Regions from separate parts of the Sus scrofa genome. Here region 1 is linked to region 2. The links are chromatin contacts, called in public Hi-C maps. All regions are on one chromosome and are shown on one strand. The core of a region is the stretch at or near the end of the contact, and the rest is flanking DNA. Distances in the headings are between cores, read along the strand shown.

The links. Hi-C and Micro-C count contacts between places; a contact is called where the count stands out from the background.
Region 1: a contact with region 2 is called in a Hi-C map of epiblast stem cells, with 2.1 times the contacts expected there. The contact joins the promoter of TMPRSS9 here to the promoter of TIMM13 in region 2. A contact is called at or near these places in 2 of 47 Hi-C or Micro-C datasets (embryonic fibroblasts and epiblast stem cells).

The regions. Positions count from the first base shown.
Region 1 is chr2:76,226,981-76,230,848 of Sscrofa11.1, reverse strand. It overlaps TMPRSS9 (transmembrane protease serine 9), which reads left to right and starts at 2,405. Exons shown (of 19, transcript XM_021084183.1): 1 at 2,405-3,044. SPPL2B (signal peptide peptidase-like 2B) reads left to right here. Exons shown (of 15, transcript XM_003123025.5): 15 at 1-789.
Region 2 is chr2:76,145,138-76,148,636 of Sscrofa11.1, reverse strand. It overlaps TIMM13 (mitochondrial import inner membrane translocase subunit Tim13), which reads right to left and starts at 1,691. Exons shown (of 3, transcript XM_003353990.4): 1 at 1,505-1,691; 2 at 1,350-1,418; 3 at 474-1,179. The coding sequence starts at 1,624. The coding sequence ends at 1,081. LMNB2 (lamin-B2) reads right to left here. Exons shown (of 12, transcript XM_003353991.4): 12 at 2,073-3,499.

The DNA of each region.
Region 1 (3,868 bases), core at 1,156-3,655, 81 kb before region 2:
ATTTTGCCTTTCCGCTTAGAGGAACTTGGCCCCCACCCTCGCCATGGGCATCTGCACGCTCTCAGCCCCATCCAGTGCACGCACCTCAGCCTCCAGCTACAGCAAAGGCGGGGAGCTTCTGGAATGTGGGAGGATATTTGGAACTGGCGTTATGTCTTCTACCTCACCGACAGGGTTCTCTGAACCTCAGGACAGATGCCGCCGGCCCCCATGTCACCACCTGGCGACAGAGCCCTGCCTGCTCCTCCCCATCCATGACGAGAGGGAAGGCACAGACCCTCTGGCTCCAGGGCCAGCTCTGTGTCCCTCTGGTCCCGCCGCTGTGCTGCAGATGGCAGGTGGGGGCCAAACCACGATCCATTCCAAACAATACCAGCGCCAGACAGACTCACCCTCTCTGTCAGCCACGCCTTTCGAGAGAGAAATGATGTTTATTCCTAAAAAAATCAGACGACAACTTCCACCTGGTTAGGTATGTGTCTTAAAAAGAAACTGGTGTGTGGGTGGGGGTGGAGCAGCTGGACCTGCCAGGACCCACGGGAGACCGTGGCCTTGGAGCTGGACCTGGGCTGCAGGCACAGGGCAGCCTCGGGGGAGGGCCCCAGTCTGGCCTTCCTCTAAGCCATTTTGTATGGTGGTGTAAGAACACGGAATCTATTCTTTTCTGTTTTGGAAGTTTGACAAATGTCAAGGAATTCAAAGGCAGATGTTAGTTCCTGAAGTTTCCGTTTGCGGTTTTTGCCTTGCTTCTGTTCGAATCTTATAATTAAATACAGCTTTTGATATTTACACCTGAGTCTTTGCCTTTTCTGTGGAGCTGGGGGAGGCCTCGGTGGGCCAGGCCTGGGCGGCCTTCGTCCTGCAAGGGTTCCAGTGTGGAGGGAGGCGCCAGGAGCAAATCCACAGCCGCTAAGACAGGGTTCCAGCTTTGCTGCAATGCGGTGCCTTCCTTCAGGGAGGTGAGGGTCGCAGGAAGCTTAGAAGCTTTTGGATACTGCTAGCTTGTCTGTGATGATCTAAGAAGCATGGAATCACCAAGAGCAGGGCCTGCAGACTTTCTGGAAAGAGCCAGATGGTTGCTGTCACAACCAATCAGCCAGCTGTGTAGCTGGGAGCATCAGACAATGTGTAAACAGACAGGCATCAGACAACATGTTTTCGGTGTTAACTGTGGCCAGAAACTTGGTGGGCACCAAAATGTGCATTCATGCAGTTTTCACAGGTTACAAAATACTCTGTTAGATACTTTTCAACTATTTAATAACATAAGGCCCTTGCTTAGCCAGCAGCTGCCCAAAGCAGGTGGCGGCCGCAGCAGGTGGAGCACAGATCTCGAGGGTTGCAGGTTGCATGCATGGTGGGGCAGCTGGCCCTGTCCTAACGTGTGTCAGCTGATGCCAGCCCCTCCTTTACACATAGGGAAGGCAAGGCTCCGGGGCTGGCTCCCCCAGGTTCGTATCAGGCACTCGCCACAGTACCATCAGTGTTTTGCGTCTGAACTACAAAGTGGACCAAAAGTGTGAGCACAGTGATTTTCTTTCACTAAGCAGGGCAGATCTGACATATTTCTCATTCATTCACAGGCTCCTTCACTCATTTGTTCATGGCAGGCCTACTCTGTGCCAGGCCCTCTGCTCAGGCCCAGGACCCGTGTGTGAGTCTAGGAAGACAGCCCATTCTGGTGAGGAAGGATAGGACTCAGCACAGGAGAGGCCTCCGGCTCCGTCTTGTGGGGCAGGTGGCAGGGCAGGCTGCCTGGAGGAGGCAACTGTTGAGCCGAGAGATACTAGAAGGGCTGTTTCCCGCTGCAGCTGCGGTGGGGAGGTGAGAGGAGGGCAAGAAGCCTGGCTTGAGAGGGGTGGGGATGGTCAGCCACATGAGGAAGTCACCACCTGGATGTCACCAGCAGGTGAGGGGGCTGGTTTTCTAGAAAGAGCCTGGCGGCTTCCCTGGCAAAAAAAAAAGATAGCCCCCAGGAGTCATGAGCTTCTCCCACACAGCTGTCCAGCTCAAAGTGGGATGCAAAATAAACACCTGGATTCAATCACAGCCCAAGGGATTGATAAATATTGTTGGTGATTGTGGCCACGTATCACACTGAAGTAAACTGTCAGGAACGGGGAACTGGGGCCAGGTATGTGGGTATTATCTTCACAACTTTTCCATAAACGTGAAACTTCCAAAATTAAAATTCGTTAGCGGAGTTCCCGTTGTGGCTCAAAAGGTTAATGATCTGGCTTGTCTCTGTGGTGTTGCCAGTTCAATTCCCAACCCGGTGCAGTGGGTTAAGAAGCCAGCATTGCCCCAGCTGTGGCATAGGTCGAGAATGTGGCTTGGGTTCAAACCCTGGTCCAGAACTTCTATATGCTGCAGGTGTGGCCGGAAAAAAAGGAGAAAAGTTCATTTAATAATCACTGGGAGTTCCCAGGTGGCTCAATGGGTTAAGGATCTCATTGCCATTGCTGTGGCGCTGGTTAGAAATCATAATTATTCACACAGAACCCCTCCCCAAGCTCTTTCCTACCCTGAGCATCTGCTCTCACAGGTCCAGGGCACACCTCCCCTGCCTTCTGTCCAGGGTCATCTGCCCAGGCCAGTGCCCTCCACCCAGACCTCACAGACCTTGCGCAGCTCCCGAAAGTCCGAGGGTTCAGAACCCACCTCCCCACATGGCTCTGGGAACGGCGTGCCCACTCCCCTCCCCTCTGCTGGCCCAGCCCTTTCACACAGGGGGCCTTCATGGGACACACCTGGGCTCCCACAACCCCACTGTCCTTTCAGAGTCCCCCCCCACACACCGCAGGGTGTCAGAGGTGGGGGAGGGCCTGGGTGGGTCGCAGGGGTGCAGGGGAAGGGGCGCAGTGGGGGGCTGTCATGGGAAGCTGGGGAAGGCGGCGCCCCCAGCTCAGGTGAGGCCGGGGTGAGCGGGAGGGCGGGGCCTTCACTGGTGCCGCCCCCAGCCCCGCCCTGTCCGCGAGGCTTTAGGCTCCCGGGGTCGGTTCGCTGCGGGAGTGGGGCCGCGGTGCAGCGTCCGGCAGAGCGCGGTGAGTCTGGCGTCACGAAAATGAGGCGGCAGCCCTCTCCCTGCGCCTGGCTTCGTCGGGTTCTCGCGGGGGACCCGTCAGGCTGTGTAGACGCCGCAGGTGGTATAGATGTGGTTCGGGCTGTTGGACGCGTCGGACTGTGTAGACGCCCCCCGGGGTTGTGAATGAGGCCGGGCCCTGTAGACGCAGTCGGGTACCCGGGGTTTGGGGGGACCCCGAGGGCTCCCTGTCCCCGACGGCCACTCTCCCACCTTCCCACCCGGTAACTCGGGTAAACCCGCGGTGGTGCCTCTGCAGGAGCTGCGACAGGCGGTGGAGGGTGGGGGTGGCAGGAAACCATGGACCAAGACTGGGAGGTTTCTGGGGGTTTGCTGAGGGGACCCTTGCTTACCTCCCTGTGGCTCCTCTCAGGCAATCCCTTGCTTGTGAGTGAAAATATAACAAGGACTTGGGGGTAACAGTTTAGGGAGGGTGTGGTCACAGGGCCTTAATTTTGGGTGTGGGTCGTATGGGGGAGGGGCCGTAGAGTCAGTTACCTGGGGCTGGAAGCTTCCCCCACTCTCCCCCTACCCATTGCTGGGGAAGGTGGCTGCCCAGGGGTCCTCCATGGAGGGCCCTCCTGTCCCTGTCTCACCTGGGGTCAATCTGGGGCTCCCAGCCCAGGTGTGGTGTGTTTATAGTTGTGAGTGGGATTAATTGTAGGGCCAATGATGGATTGCCTATGGCTGTGTGTGGTTGTGTCCTTGCCTGTTGGTGTGTGTTGTGTGTGTAACTAGTATGTGACTACACATGTGTGTCACAGTAGTGTGTGGCTATGTGCATGA
Region 2 (3,499 bases), core at 442-2,941:
CCACTCCTGCAGCATATGGAAATTGCCGAGCCAGGGACAGAACCACAGCCACTGTAGAAACAACACCATGTAGTTATGTTGTGAGCCACAAGGGAAGTCCTTTGGTTTGAATTCAATCCCTGGCCCAGGAACTTCCATAGGCCTCACCTGCAGCCATTAAAAAAAAAAAAAAAAAAGAAGAAGAAAAAAAAAAAAGGAATGAGCAATAATAAGGAAGGGAGTAGTTTGTCACCAGAGCTGCTCCAGCCCTTTCCTCACAACCTATCCACCCTGACCTTTTGCAGGAAGGAGGTCCCTGCTCAAAACCTGCCAACCACCACCCCACCTTTTAGTAGGAGTGAACAGAAATCTTTAAAGATTAACTTTCAGTTAATCCTAATGCATAGAACACGAAGACACATACACACAAAAACAAAACCACGAAACCCTGCTGGGAGGAAAATGGTGGCAAATCTGACTTCCAACAAACGCTGTCTCATTATGTGTGGATTTTACTACATTAGCTTATTAAATAACACACGCATCCGCAGCCTCGACCAGACATTAAAGACCAAAAAAGATAAAAAAGAGGTGGCACCCCACTCCCTCGGAAAAAGCTCAGCCCCTTCCCGCGTAGACATACACACAGGCCTCCTTGTTAAAATTAAGCCCCTCTCGCCAGCTAAGAAGCTGATCTGTGAGTTCGTTTGTTCACGCGTCTCCATACTTTAACTGCTGAATAAAGCTTGTGCTGTGTCCATCTCAGCTTCAGGCTCCACGGAACAGAAAAAGAACACCCCCTAGGAGACATAGAGCCTAAGCCGGCCCCCAACAGGGTCCATATGACACAATTCGGTAACAGGGGCACTAGGGAAGGCACCACCCGGGCCAGGGGCCCCCCAGACGCAAGTTACACTCGCCGGCACGTGTGCGCGAACGGGGCACGGAGAAACAGAATACCAACTGTCCCAGCACCAGTCTGGTCCTCATAAACTTCTGGCAGGCAGCACGCACACGTTGGCCCCCGCCTCACAAACAGCATTTATGGAGATGGAACTGGGAGTGGGGTGGGGTGGGAAGTGGGCTGCTGGCGCGTCGCGATCACATGTTGGCTCGTTCTCGCTGCAGCCGAGAGTTGTAGGCACGGGACACGGTGTTCCAGGCGTCCATGTAGCGGTCCATGCACATGGCGATGCACTTCTAGGGACGGGGAGGGCGCGGGGCTCAGGTCTGGACCGCTGGCTGGGACCCCCAACACTCCCAGCAGCGGACTGCGCACGTGCCCACCGCACCGCCCCGTTAGTCCGCGCAGGCGCAGAGACCTCCCTGTCGGTCGGGGCCCACGACCAGTCTGGCTCCCTGGGTTTTACCTGCTCCGAATTGTCCAAGGAGCCCCCCGGCTTCCCGATGCACTTCCGGAAGCACTTGTCCGTCATCCTCTGTGGGGACACACGAGCGCTCAGTTGCGACTCCTCTCCCAGGGGCCCCGACCACCCTCAGCCCCGCCCCCGGCCCGGCCCCGAACCTGCAGCAGCTCCTGCGCGTTGGCCACGGCGATCTGCACTTTCACCTGCTCCATGATAAGCCCCGGGTCCAGCTTCCCGCTGCCGGAGCTCCCGAAATCCGAGCCAAAGCCGCCTTCCATATCTCCGCAAAGTCAACTGGAGTGCGGCCGCGTGCGCCCTCCCCAACCCGCGCCGGAAGTGGGCCGCCCCGTGGACCCACGGGAAATGGAGTCCGGGCACGAGGGAGCATGGGCGGGCGGGATACCCTTACCGCGCGGGGGGAGTCCCGCGCATGCGCAACAGGAGCAGGCCGCCGCCGATTTCCCCGAGACGGATGGAGGCCCAGGGTTCCGCGCTCAGGCCCCGCCCCCCGCGGGTCTCGCCGCGCGTGCGCACGAGGCGGCGGGCACTTCTACACTAGACCTTGAGCCCGGGGAGGGACATGGGCGTGTCACGTGGCCAAAGGGGCGTTGGTGAAACCCGTGGGTGAGGAATGCCAAAAACTAGGATAGCGGGTCAAACTAGGAACATTAGAGGATGAGAGCTCCCGCTCCAGCTGGCTGGCGTCGGAGTGAACTCAGAGGGAGATTTTTAAAACCAAAATGTTTATTGGAGTGTTGTATAAAAGTTTCCAGTCATAAAAGGTATATTACAAATCATTGGAGAAAGCAAAACACACGTTTGGCATGCATCTTAAAAATCACCCACAGATGTCTGAAATGTGTCCAGACAGCCGGGTTCTTGAAGCCGAGTCCACCAGCATGTTGTACAGATGATCCCTTACGGGTTGGAATTAAGACCTTTCCAGTAGCTTTAATGTCCTTGAGGAATGTCAGTCCCAACTCGGATATGCTGATATAAATAGAACTGCTGGGAAGACCGTGTGAGTAAAAACCCCAAGTCAGAAGCCTTGCTGTTAGGAAAACAGCTGAACGCCCAAGTCTTAGGTGAGCACCCAGGCCCCGGGGGAAAGGCAGCAGTGTCTCCCAGGGATTGCCTTGCCGACCTCATCCTTGTAGGCCACTCCTTCCCTGGGCTGGGCCGAGAATGAGTTTTCTCTAAATTGGTGCTACAGTTACTTGCAGTCACATGACAAGGGCTTAGAAAAAAGAATCACTTCGGCATCATTTAAATGGCTGAAAGTTAAGCATGTTAAAGGGCAAGTGCAAATTGTTTCCTAGGCTATGGCTGCCATTTTAACATTGGACTCTTGTTTCCAAATACTTGAATATCCACAACTGTTATCCAACTCCAGCCATAACTGGCCACCAGCCCAGCATACCCACCAAAGGCACCTCAGTGCCTGCCTGGGCCACCTCTAGGGTCCACTCAAGACCTCATCCAGGCAACTGTGGGGCAGGGATATGACCAAAAGGTGGCTTTGAGGCAAATCACCTGCGAGGAACAATCCCAGCCAGGGAGCCTGGGGGCTCTTGCAGGCCCCAGTGCAACCCTGGGGCTGGTTTTTCTGGGCCGGCAGTGAGGGTAGGGCCCTCTCCCTTCCTTCTGGGCCAGAAGCCCTGCCTGCCAAATTGTGTCAGCAATTCAGACCCAAAAGCCAGGACATAGCTTTGACCCCCAAATTTCCAAAATACCTTGAAGGATGTGGCTGAGCCCAGTGCAGTTTCCACATGATTAGGGGTCACCTCCACCCACCCTCCCAGCACCTCATCACGCCCTCCAGACCCTCACTAGCCCTCACTTCCTGCTATGGGGAGGGGTGGGGAACAGCCCACGGCCTCAGAGGCCTGGAAGCCTCTCACTCTTGGGGAAGGTCACACACTGGGTGGGGATGGTGCGTTGCCAGGGCAGGAAATGCTCACCAGGGGCCTGCACCTTCCCCGAGAGGCGAGGCTCTGGTGAGATGCGTCTCCTTCCACAGGGGTGTCCCTGTCCAGGAGCTCAGTGGCTGTGGACTTAAAGCCAGGGGCTGCGGGGAGATTGTGGACTCAGCAGCAGCGCTGGTTTTATCACATGGGCACTTTCCTGGCCAGGCCTTGTGGTGAGCAATTCCC